Linked DNA regions of Mus musculus: region 2 is linked to region 1. The links are chromatin contacts, called in public promoter capture Hi-C maps. All regions are on one chromosome and are shown on one strand. Each heading gives the region's core, a stretch centred on a gene start, on an enhancer-like site or on the middle of the called end of the contact. The rest is flanking DNA. Distances are from core to core; before and after follow the strand shown.

Region 1 (6,415 bases), core at 135-2,634:
AGGAAGGTGGCTGTCTCTGGACAGTTGATGCCAGGGGCTAACTCGTGAGTTACAGTGCCCAGGCTCCAGCCTAGATCCATGGTTTTGGTCAGTTCTCCTGCAGGTGTTTTTTCTCTATGCACAGCCATAGCACCTTGCACGCCAATCTCATAGGCTATATACTCATTCCTGAAGTGCACATTCAATATCTGCAGCCCAGAAGATGGTCGAAGCTGGAAGGAGAAACTCCAGTCTTTGTAGATCACAGTGTTACCCTCTAGGTGGTATCTGGAATCATTGGCTTGTTTCACATGGGGCCCAGATTTTCTGAGGGGCGCTGCGAATTTCCCACCAGGCTTGTTAAAGACTTGTGGCAGCTCTGTGTTCTTGGGACGCAGGTCCTTGAGGACCACCGTGTCCACTTCTCCATCTGCATATTTCTGAGCCAGTTCCTCTGGGCTGCTGTAGAGCTTCCCATTATACCAGACCTGCTCTACTCTCCAGTCTCGGATATCTGTGCTCCCATGATCCACAAGGACCTCCAGACCTGTGGGTTGTAGCAGGCGATCTTTTACAATGCGCTGCAAGAGGAACCAGGTGGCCCGATGTCTAGACTCCACACTATGGGGGGCCACATGGGTGAAGGTCAGACACTGGCCATTGCAGTCCTCTAATGAGAAGCCAGTGGTGTCAAGGAAAAACCCCTTTAAGGGTGTGGTGGCCTCCTTGATTTTGTGGTAGAGAAGGCTTTGCTCTGCTTTGGACATGGGTCTGGATGCCCAGGATCGATGTTTCTCTGGCCTGGGGAACAGTTCTCTCATGTAGATGGGCTGTGGCAGGGGCCCTACAGCAAACTCGGTGACATTGGGGTGCTCCTGGGCACTAAAGAAAATGATGACACGGGCTTCCCGCACAGGAGGTCTGGTTCCTTTATTCAGAAACTCTAGGACCACCTTCTTGTTGGGCAGCAGAGTCTCAATGAGGAACACAGAATTCTTGTCCAAAGCCTGTGTGCCGGATGGCTGCAGCTCCAGCTCCGTCCTGCCCATCAGGAAGCTGTGCACAGCCTCCATCTCCTGGATGCTCAGGTCTGAGAACACCTGGGCCTTGCCATTCAACATCCAGCTGGGGTACTCTGCCATGGTCTCCTGTAGAACCAACACGATGGCCATGCAGCCCAGTGCCAAGCTCCTTTGTGCCAACCCCATGGCTCTGGAACTCAGCAGAAGAGAGGAGAGAACTTAGGTATATCTGTCTCCAAGCCAGCACTCAAGAGCACCTTGTCTCTAAGTCCTGTCTTATCCCCCCTGACTGTGCTTCCTCCCTTACGCAGCTGAAGCCAGAGCTGGAATCTCTGGGTCTTTACTCACAGTTCACAGTGCTGTTCAGGTCCTCATGTGCATCCACCTACTTCCTCCAGGGTAAAACCTTTTATACATTTTCTTATCTCCTACTGTTTTCCCCTTTTGGTGTTATAACACTGAGGAACATTCTTCAGCAGGGTGCAGTGAGTCACAACAGCCCAAGGCTTGCTCCTCAAGGGCTACACATGGCCTGAGCTCTGGTGGCCAGAGGGCTGCAGTAAGAGCAAAATTCCATTTGTGAGTCAACAGATGATCATTTAGAGGGCTGCATGCTGAAATTTAGGTGAAACGTTTAAAGCACAAGAAGGGAGGATGATACAAGAAAGTAAGGCCGGTGGGATGGAGAGATAATGTTTGAAAAAGCCACAGGGAAACATTTTTATAAGCTTACTGAAAAAACACTTCTCTACACAGAGACACAGACACAGACAGACACAGACACAGACACAGACACAGACACAGACACAGACACAGACACAGACACAGACACAGACACAGACACAAAGACATAGACACGGACACGGACACGGACACAGAAACAAAGACATAGACACACTTAAAGAGAATTACACTACCCAAGATGATATTGATCCCTCAGAAGAGCTGTTGACCAACAGCAAGCCCTGTGCCAGCCCTGGGAAGCTTCCCTTTGGGTTGTTGGTCAGGGGGATTTCTGTGAGACCACCAGAGTAGTGTAGGCTATTGGCATTGCCATTGGTTGCTTCTCACAGCTTGAAGGTAAGACTCAACTGCTGGAGACATTACATCCTTCGGATAAAAGACTTGAAGGAATTTAGTCTTGTCTGACTTGGAAGCCTCCTACTTAAGGACTGGGTCTTATGCTTTCCCAAGGTCAGTTCAAACTTCCCAGAAAGAAAAACTATCAATAGTCCTACTGAACTGTAAAGCATACAAATGAACAGCCTGGCAAAGGCAGCCTGTATGGTGCAATAGTGACACCTATGTTGGGGTGATGGGCAGCCATCTAAATGTATCTAAGGCCCATGCACAAGGTGGGAGTTGACAACTGTAAATCTAGTCTATTCCCACCAGCTAGAAAGGCAGGGATTTTTGGGGTACTCACAGACCTCAGCCCCTGCAGCCCTGTTCTTTCTTGTACCTTCTGGTGAGACTTCCCGCCAGGTCCTGCTGTATACAGCATTCCCGGGACACACTGGCTTTACACATGAGCTGGCTGCTGAATCTGCCATCAGGCCTTGCTTCTGCAGATCCTGACTGGGGTGTTCCTGGCTTCCAGATGAACGCCCCTCCCCAAAGCCTTGCACCGGTCATGGATGTTGGAAGTCCCCATCTGACCTTTGCTCTCCACTCAAGGCTCCGTCTGGGTCTCCAGCAGGAGTTTCACTCATGAGGTCTTGATGAGGTCAAGGCTTGATGAGGCCTGTGAGGAGGTGGAAGGATTCTGAGTGGTCCTTTTTATCATAGGTAATTCATTGCCATAGGTTCCCACATTAGAAATCTTTTGTGGAGAAAGCCAGTGAGGGGCTTAGAAGCCTGTGGTACTGGGCCAGTTACAGGGGTCCTGGGTACAGTCAACAGTTCTGATGGGGAGTTTCTTGTTTGTTTGTTTTTTTTTTTTCTCAAGACAGCGTTTCTCTATGTAGTTTGGGCTGTCCTGGAACTTGCTCTGTAGACCAGGCTGGCCTCCAACTCAGAGATCTGCCTGCCTCTGCCTCCCAAGTGCTGGGATTAAAGGTGTATGCCACCATGTCTGGCTATAAAATTCAATCTTAGAACAGGAATTTAGCTAAGGAAGCTTAGGCACTCTCCAGGGACATGGTGGAGAGCTGGGCATAGAACCTGCGCACTGTCAACACGTTTCTGTTTGGAAATGTGTTTCCTTACATCACATGTCGCACTCACATGTATGGGGAGCACAACTCAGGGTTCAATTTTCTATTGGCTTCTTCCCCAAAGACAAGCTTGCCCACTTGTTTCTATATACTAAGTTCATATTCTGTTCCTCTGGTCAAAGTTGTCCAGAACCCTTGCCTACCAAGGGACTCTCATTCTTAGGCTTAACTTCATTAAAGGGCCACCCACTGTCCTTCTAACGATTTGTGCTTTAGTCTGTAGAGGGTGCTGTGAACATTTCCATACACCCCATGCAATTTCTTAGCTCTGGGCTATTTTCCTTCATGTTCTTCTCTGTCTCTGTCTCTGTCTCTCTGCCTCTCTCTCTCTTTCTCCCCCCCTCTCTCTTTGTGTGTGTGTGTGTGTGTGTGTGTGTGTGTGTGTGTGTGTGTGTGTGGTGTCTATGCATGGGTCTGGAGAACAGAGGTTGACACTGTCTTCTCACTCATTTTCCACAGTAGTTTTTGAGGCAGGATCTCTCCTGTAGCCTGGGATTCACTGATTCTGGAATACTTGATGCTGAGCAGGTGTCAGGGATCTGCCTGGCTTTGTCCTTTAACTCCAATCCTGGGCGGCTGTCATGCTACATGGTGTCCCATTTTCCATGTTGGGAATGTGAACTCAAGTCTTCTTCATGCCTGGTGACAAGCACTTTTCTGACTTTGTCCCACTTCATTCCTGGAGTTCTTCGAGGCTGTGTTTCTAAAAGGAGAAAAATGGTTTTCCTTGTCCTAGCTGTTTGAGAGCACCTCAGCACCTTCCAATTTCCATTTCTGTAACTGGGAACTTTAGTACTCCCCTGTTTTTTCCCTACAGCTAGCACATGATGTATGTTATTCTCTGACATTTTCTTCCCCCACTCAATATATCCTGCAGGGTTTCCCTCCAGCCTACAGACTCACCAGTCATACAGGTTTTTTTCTGTATTACTTGGCACTCAGCACGCAAACACACACACACACACACACACACACACACACACACACACACACACACACGTATATCATGTGTTTAAAGAGAGATCTGTGGGGGTAAACTTTACATGCTGGAACAATGACCAGGCAAAGGTATTGCTGACTTTGTCAAATTTTCTAAAGCAGCCTCCTTTCGCATACCCATCATTGGAGGTGGGAAAATTCCCCCATATAAAGGGAGCTGAAAGCCTCAGACGTTGAAAAGCCCATTTGATGAAGAAATCCAGTATCTCATGGGCTTCCTTTGCCCAGATCATAAAGGTCTTTTGTGGGTACAGCAGTGAACTAGGAATGGGCCCCATGAACACATCTGTGCATGTTGTGCAAAGCTCCCCACAGCTCTAAGAAGCTTTACACAATGGTGGGAGATGTCCTTGTGGGGATTTGGGGCTATTAGGTAGGAGCTGGGGCTAGACTTTTCACACACAAATATGTGTTTTATTGTCAGTGAAAGGAGGAAGTGTCAGGCAGGCCCTGTGTCCAGAGATTCAGCTCCTAATATAGTTGTGACCTTTGTACATGAGCCACACGATCACAGCATCTCCAAAAACCATGGGTGGGTTTTCAGGAAAAACTTCGAGCAAGAAGGCCATGGCGCTCGGAGGCGTGACCTTTTTGAGAACGTGTCAGAACAGGTTATATGAAGGAAGTCCACTATAAACAATGCCACCAAATCCAATGGGGAGACAAGGCCAGAGTAGTGTTGAGTACCAGTCATTTGAGGGGCTTCTGACTTGGGACTTACTCAGATGTACCTACAAACTTCCTTAAGTGCTCTCAAGTTCCATTTGAAGGAGTAGACCCATGGGTCATACTGTGGAACTTGTCCTCCACCCTTCAAGCTACAGCCCTCGGAACAGGAAGAGACCTGTGTAGGGCTCAGAGAGAAGGCCAGAGGAGGGGAGTGTCAGTGTCAGTACCCACTGTCCTGAGTGAACTCTTTAAAAACCATGGGGGGATCTCAGAGGCTGTTTCAGTTTACAGACTCCTGCCACCCATGCCAAGCTCCCAGTACTTGGCCAGGGCCAGGGCTGCCTCCAGAGTAAGAATCAGCTAGGTAGCTCTGGGTAATGGCACGCACTCTGATCCTCCGAGCACTCGAGCATGCCCACCAACACACACACACATAGACCTCTGTCCCATACCAGGTGGCTCTCTGATAGGAGATAGAGATTTCTGACTTTCCTTTAGCAAGCATGCATGGGTTTAGAGGAGAGAGAGCCATGATCCAAGCCCAAAGTCAGTTTAATTTTTAATATAATTGGGACCACATAAAGACCATTTGCTACTTATGTCTGTAGAGGGCAAAAGGGACGAGATGGAGGTGGGCGGTGCCACTTGGCCAAATTACTCTTTTTCTTGGGACATTTCTCCTCTTGATGATTGTTTTTTCCTTCAGATATTTCATTTGTCTGGTGGTCTCTGGATCCTTTAGTTGGATGCTCTTATTCTCCTGGAAAGATAAAAACAACCCCCTACCCCAATCCTAACTCTGAGGAACTCCCCCCCTTTTTTTGACATTATCTCTTTCCTAGGTTTTTGGCAATAGAAAAATTATTATCTTTCAATTAAAATTTAAAAAATTCTTTTGAAAATTTGAAACTAAATATACTTTATTGGATAAATATACCTATTTTCCACCTTCTACACACACACACATACACACATGTATATAAATATATGTGTATATATATGCATACATACATATATACATATATATTCAAGATTTAAATATGTTTATTTGTAGGTCACATGGGACATTCACTTTGAATTTCAGCCTACCTTTTGTAAGAGGCTTTTACATACAAATAATTAAAATTCATATATGCCTGCCTCTGCCCAAGTGCTCCTGTTAAAAGTGTGAACCACCACTATCTTGTTCAGTGTAACTACAGAATTTAGAAACCAACTAGCTTTTAGGATCCTCCTGTCTGCTGGGATTAAAGGCATGGCTACCACCTCCCTGATCAAATATTTTATCTTAGCTCCAAATCTCTGTAAGTCTTAGAGATCTAGAAAACAAGTTTGAACTGTAGTAACTCTTTGAATTTACTTGAAACATTTCAAATTTCTTGCCTGTTTTAAGAATATTAAACAAAAAGAGTTTTTCCTCTTTTTATTTAAGAGGAAAACTCAAAAGCTGACTCCAAGGTGGAGTGGGCCACTTGCAGTCTACAATCTGACAGAGTGGGCCACTTGCAGTCTACAGTCTGACAGAGTGGG
Region 2 (5,952 bases), core at 299-2,798, 62 kb before region 1:
GTTCTGGCCACGTGCCCTTGCTAGCTGATCTCCCAAGACTCTATAGCCCACTTTTGTAAACGAGGAAAAGGAAATTTATTGAAGCTAACTCACTCATGGCCCAGCCTAGCAGTTGGCACATATTCAAGTCTGTCCTATCCCAAACCCTGGCAGGAAGAACTGCCAGGGAGAGGTGGCATGCTTCCCTACTGCCTGCTCTCTGTGTGACCTGAGCGAATTCCTGGCCCTCTCTGTGGCCTGTGGCCCGGTTTCTCATCTGGGGAAACTGGATAATTCCAAGGTCAGAGTCCCCTCTCTCTGTGAAGGCACCACACCTAGACACAAGATGGGCCGTTCCGTTTGTCAACCCGCTGCCTGCCATCTCTGGGTTTAAAATCCAAACTCAGAGGTGGAGTCTCAGGCAGGACGCCCCAAGTCTGGGGCATCACTGGCTTTGAGGATCCCTGGTTCGGGGCGCGGCTGTGATGGGGCTGGGCTGCTTGCCCTTTTGCCTGGCAATTCTTGGGTGCAGGGACCACAGCGGTTCCACTCTGCCTGGCCTGGGATCCACCCCAGCCAGGACAACCTACCCGAGGACCTGCCTTGCACAAGAGAAGGCAGGGGGTGACGAGATACTCCTCTCCTTTGGAACTGCCTGGCAACCAGCCAGGCGGCCACATTCGGGGTAAGGCAAGGTTCTGGACCGGGCTGGTCTCCGGCCCCTGGAAGTGAGGGGCCTTCTCTTTCCCCTGCTCACTAGCTCCGCTAAGAACAGGACAGCTACACCCTGGTCAGGACAAGGATGCTAGACCAGTATGTCCAACACTGAAAGATGCCTCTGCCACTCACTAGGAAGCTTTGTTAGTAGGGCCCCTGCCATAGAATCCGCCCAGGGTGGAGCCCCTCAGTATCTGCATAGAGTCCTCAGTATCTGCACTGAAGCAGCAGTTGGCCCTGCAGCGAGCAGAGGATGCGGTGGGATGGGGGAGTTCCGCAAAGTTAGCCAGAGCCTCATTTAAGAGCTCCGCCCTGTGAGCAGGAAGCAGATAAGGGTGATTTGGGAGACTTGCTTTATTCTGGGGTACAGGCTGTCCTCCCCTTCCAGCCTCAATCTGGCCAGAGTGGAAAAAGCTTCCAGGGGCCTCGTGGCTTTTGCTCTCCGTGAGTCCTAAGCAAAGAACACACTCCCAGCATTTGGAACAGACCCTGTCTGCGGACCCCCAAACTCCAGTCAAAGGGCCTGGCCCATCATTTGGGTCAACGAGTGTAAGCGCCCAGAGAGGACGGGACTCACGCTTGGCAGCCTGGAGAGGCAGTCCTGCAGCCAGCAGCAGAAATCCCAGGACCCCGCAGAGACTTTCCATGCTGACTCCGAGCGCCTGCAACCAGTCAGGGCTTGACTCTGACTCCCCAGTCCCATCCACCAGGAGTCACAGTGTCGGCCTCCTGCGATCCGCTCTGTTTTATGAAATACGGGGCCAGAGGGAGATCATGTGATGTTTTAAGCAGTGTGGCTTGATCTCCCAAATTCCATCGCTTAACAACTCGTGCTCATGAGTCACTTGCCCCTGGCATCTATTTATTGACTTCGGATGCACGGTGTTTTCATTTTGTGATGCCACATTTGCTCCTCCCCCCTTTCTCTCCCTCCCCCTCCATCTTTCCTAGCTTAAAGGGAGCTTTCTAACATCCTGTTCTGACATTCTTTACCAAACGAAACCTGGTCGTTGGTGGACTTTGTGGTTTCTCTTTTGTGTCACTTCGGTACTCACACTGAAACATCTTTCCAGAATCTGGACAGCCCGCGTTCTCTTCCCCCAGAACAGACAGATCCAAGGTATCATTTCAGTCAATGCCACTGTGCTGTGCATGCATGCATACAAACATTGCATGCTATGTCAGAAATTGCAAGTTCGGGACAGCCCACGGGCTTCAAGCAGAGGAGAAATGTACCCCAAAGCTAAAGTTTCTGGCATATCGACCTGGCTCTGCAGAATGCCCAGAACGAACTGCATCATTTTTGGTAACTTCTCTAAGATAGCTGCTCCAAGTAACTTCAGGCGACTTGTGGGAAGCACACTTGTATTGCCAAAGAGCAAGCATTAGGTGTGAAATCACCCGTCTCTGGAACATAAATGTCATGTGATTAAGCTGTTTCTGGTTGTAGACTGTGGAAACTTGGCCCTGTGACCCTCTCACTGTCAGGACACATCCCTAAGACTGTTTTCTGGGCAGGAGAAGTCTTGGTTGTGGCACACAGTGACTTACAGTCCATTGTAATTCAGGGACCAGAGCTCCTGTGGGGGAAAACCACGTGGAGCAGAAGTGGACGCAACCACAAAGAAGCAAAAGTCTCCAATGCAGAGGAGAAAGGGAAAGAACTGCTTTTGTGTAACATAAATCATATACAGAGCTCTGTCTGCTTGTTTACACACATGTAACCTTTCAATTAAAAATGAACACCCTCTTCTGGTGTGTCTGAAGACAGCTACCATGTACTCATAAGTAAAATAAACAAACATGTCGGTGAACTCCTTCAGTCCCAGCACTAGAGAGGCAGAGGCATCTGGATGTCTCTAAGTTCAAGCCCAGCCTGGTCCTACTTAGCAAGTTCCAGGGAAGCTAAGGCTACAGAGTGAGTCCCTGACTCAAAAACAAAACAAAAGTAAAAAAATCAGAAAAGCGAGCTTTTGTGCTGGTACGCTTGTTCAGTAGGTGAAGACATTAACCTACCAAGCTTGAAGATCTGAGTTTAATCCCTGGAACCTGTGTGGTGGGAAGAAGAAACTAACTTTTGCAAGTTGTCCTCTGATCTTCACACAAGAGCCGTGGCATGTGCCCTTATCCCCAACCCCCAAGCAAATGTAAAAACTGAAACAAGTTTTCAACTTTGGGCAAACCTCCTGGTAACACCTGAGGTGTTAGCACCCTTGGTCGCAGATACAGTTCTGGTTTGCATTTTTGGTTAGATAAGTGATCTTTGTCTTTAAGTAAATTGGATATTAAGCTCTTCTTCAATAAGTCTTTGTTTAGGAAGTTGCAACAATTAAATTATCTTTTACTTTGTGCCTTCCTTGCCCCATCATCAGAGTTGGTAGCCACTAGGCAGAAATGAACAAGAAATGGGAACATCATCTTCTTCATCATCATCTTCATCACCATCATCACCATCATCACTATCATCTCCTCTTCTTCTTCCTCTTCCTCCTCTTCTTCCCCTTCTTCCTTTTCTTCTCTCCTCCACATCTTTCTCCTCATCTCACCCTCCTCCTCTTCCTTCTTCTTCCTTCTCTTCCCCATTTTTCCTTCTCCTCCTCTCCCTCCACTTCATCTTGCAGAGGGCCTAGGTTCAATCCCCAGCACCATCACGATGACTTACAGCCATTTGTAACTCCAGTTCAAGGGACCTGACACCTTTTTCTGACTTCCTTAGGCATCAGACTTGTGGTACACGAACATTCACGAAGGTAAATCGCTCATACCTGGAACATTTTAAAAGGAAGTTTATGATTCCAAAGAGCTATACATAGGATAATCTGCTTTTGACAATCAGAAATTGCCAACATATCCAGGATCCAGGACATTGAGGAGGTATATTCATACCTTATTTTATCAAAGAAACATCATCTTGTAAAAATTTTGGAATAATTCACTGAAGGAAGCATGTGGATTATCAGGAATTACATCTGCTCTGCTTAGACCTCTGACGAGGGAGGCAGGCAGCAGGCACTGTTAGAGAAACATCCCTACCAGCCCTTCAGCACCTCGTATTGACTCTCCTTCAGGTGGCCACTGTTTGCCTTTGGAAGCTGTGCCTGGGATGTGGAGACTGAAGCAGCCACCCAAGGGGGCCGAAACCACACCCGGGAGTCACTGCTGGGTCTGGGGTGTGGCCTGTAACTTACTGGACAGCTGAAGATGATTTTGAACTTCTGATCCTCTTGGCTACACCTCCTAAAAGCTGGGATAGCAGGTGTGTGCTACCACACCTATATGGTGCTGGGGAGCTAACCTGGGGCTCTACGAGCTGGGCGAGTACTCTGCACTTCAGGGTCATCCCAAGCGCTTCCTCAGTTAACATTTTTCTTTCCGATTTTAGAAATTACTCAGTCCAGAGTGGGGTTTTAAAATGAGATCACAAAACCCAGTTAAGATCTAGTCCATTAGCCCTTACAATTATTTCTATGTGTAGTGTTTTGCCCACTTGTATGTCTGTACAACACACATGTGTCTGGAGGCCAGAAGAGGGTGTCAGATCCCTTGGGTGGTTATAGATGCTTGTGAGCCACCAGGTGGTAAGCACTCCTAACTGCTGAGCCATCTCTTTAGCCCACAGATCTGTAACTTACTTAGATAGCCACTCTTTAGTTTTCTTTAATAAATTGCCAGAACTCTGAGATTTAAAACAATGAAAATTTATTAACTCGCTGCCCTGGCAGCCAGAAGTCTGAAAGGAGTCTCAACTGGGCAGAAACCAAGTGTCAGCATGCTCTAGTGAGGGGCCCACTTCTCCGACTCTTCCCTAGTCTCTAGCTTCTTACACTTCCTGGCTTGCGACCTCCTTCCCTCTCTGGCTCCATCAATGACAGTGGGGTCTTTCTCACATTTCAGTCTTCTGTCATTGATTCCCCCGCCCCATCCCCTATCCCGTGTGACTTACAGGTCCCTTGTCATTTCATGGGGTCCACCTGGATGTTCCAGAACCATTTCCTGTCAAAAGATCAGTTTTGATGCAACCTTCATTCCCGTCTTTAGGTATTTGCTGTGTCACAGACTTGTAGATCCTGTGGGTTAAATATCTCTGGGGACCATTAGCCTGCACCACAGTTACCCAGCCCTCTGGCTTGGAAAAAAATCCTGAAGGTGGGCAATGGGGATATTTTGGACAATACCCCCAAACGTGGCAGGCTCATTGAAACAAAGCTTTGACTTGTGGCAGAGTAGGAAGGTAAGAATAAACTCTAGGTAAGGGGCTCAGCTCCAAGAGAGAGGCAGCCCTCGTGACTGTGACTGCAGGGCCCTAGTGTGGGCTTTTGCATGTGTCATGAGCAGAGTCACAATTTTCAGATTTAAGCTCTAGCAAATGACTAAGAGACATCTGCTGTGCCCAGTTCTCTGCTTTCTCCTGCTCAGTGGCTCTCTGCATGAATGAGTAATTAAAGCCCTTGTTTCTAAGGTTCATTGAGCTTTGGGCCTACTCTGTCCGAACATAATTTTCCTTCAAAAAAGGATCTTCAAAAAAGGAGAAAAAGAACTCACGGGTAGACATGTCCTTTCACGAGGTTCCCTCCACTGCTGGCTTGTCTGCTCATTATAATATTTTACTTATATGGTGTGTGTGTGTGAGTGCATGCACATGTGTGTATGTATGCATGTGTGTTTGTGTGTGTGTGCATTGAGTGTGCATGTGTGCATGCATGTGTGTGTTTGTCCACATGTCACAGTGCCTGTGTAGTGGTTGGTTCTTTCCTTCTACCTTGTAAGTTCCAGGGACTGACAGGTTGGCAGGTTTGGTGGCAAGCACCTTTACCTGCTGGACTATCAGGAACCTGTGTCCTTTTCTGAGAACACGATTTCTCTCCCTTCATTCCTTCTTTCCTTGACAGGGTTTCCTTCAGGTAGCCTAGGCTGACCTGAAGCTCCCAGACTTTTTGCTTTAGCCTGCCAATTGCCTAGATTCCAGGCATGTGACCAGCATACTCAGGTGACAGGACTGTTGCCATGGAGATTAGGTATGGGAGGAGGACAAGGTCTCCCTTCTTTTATTGACACCCTTTCCCCACACAGCTCCCTGCTAGATGATTGTTAAGCCAGTCCTAACCATCTTCATTGTGGATTTAAATGAACGCACGTAGATAGATGATAGGACTTTGAGAAACTGGAAGAAAGTCAGATGTATTTCTAGACAAAGGATGAGCTGGCTCTCAAATCATGCATTGAATTGGCTAAGAAAATGAAAGAGAGCAGCCAGGC

The links. Promoter capture Hi-C pulls out the DNA fragments that hold promoters and counts their contacts.
Region 2: a promoter capture Hi-C map of stem cell-derived epiblast-like cells shows a contact between it and region 1, with 2.6 times the contacts expected there. The contact joins the promoter of Gpnmb here to the promoter of Doxl2 in region 1. A contact is called at or near these places in 11 of 39 promoter capture datasets (the 3T3-L1 cell line, 3T3-L1-derived adipocytes, the HPC-7 cell line and 8 more), 1 of 484 Hi-C or Micro-C datasets (trophoblast stem cells), 2 of 115 datasets of contacts at active chromatin or transcription factors (CD8 T cells and embryonic stem cells) and 3 of 9 other capture datasets (adipose tissue, liver and pancreatic islet).

What each region holds. Positions count from the first base shown.
Region 1 is chr6:48,969,915-48,976,329 of GRCm38.p6, reverse strand. It overlaps Doxl2 (diamine oxidase-like protein 2), which reads right to left and starts at 1,384. Exons shown (of 4, transcript NM_001029987.2): 1 at 1-1,384. The coding sequence starts at 1,187.
Region 2 is chr6:49,032,114-49,038,065 of GRCm38.p6, reverse strand. It overlaps Gpnmb (glycoprotein (transmembrane) nmb), which reads right to left and starts at 1,548. Exons shown (of 11, transcript NM_053110.4): 1 at 1,274-1,548. The coding sequence starts at 1,343.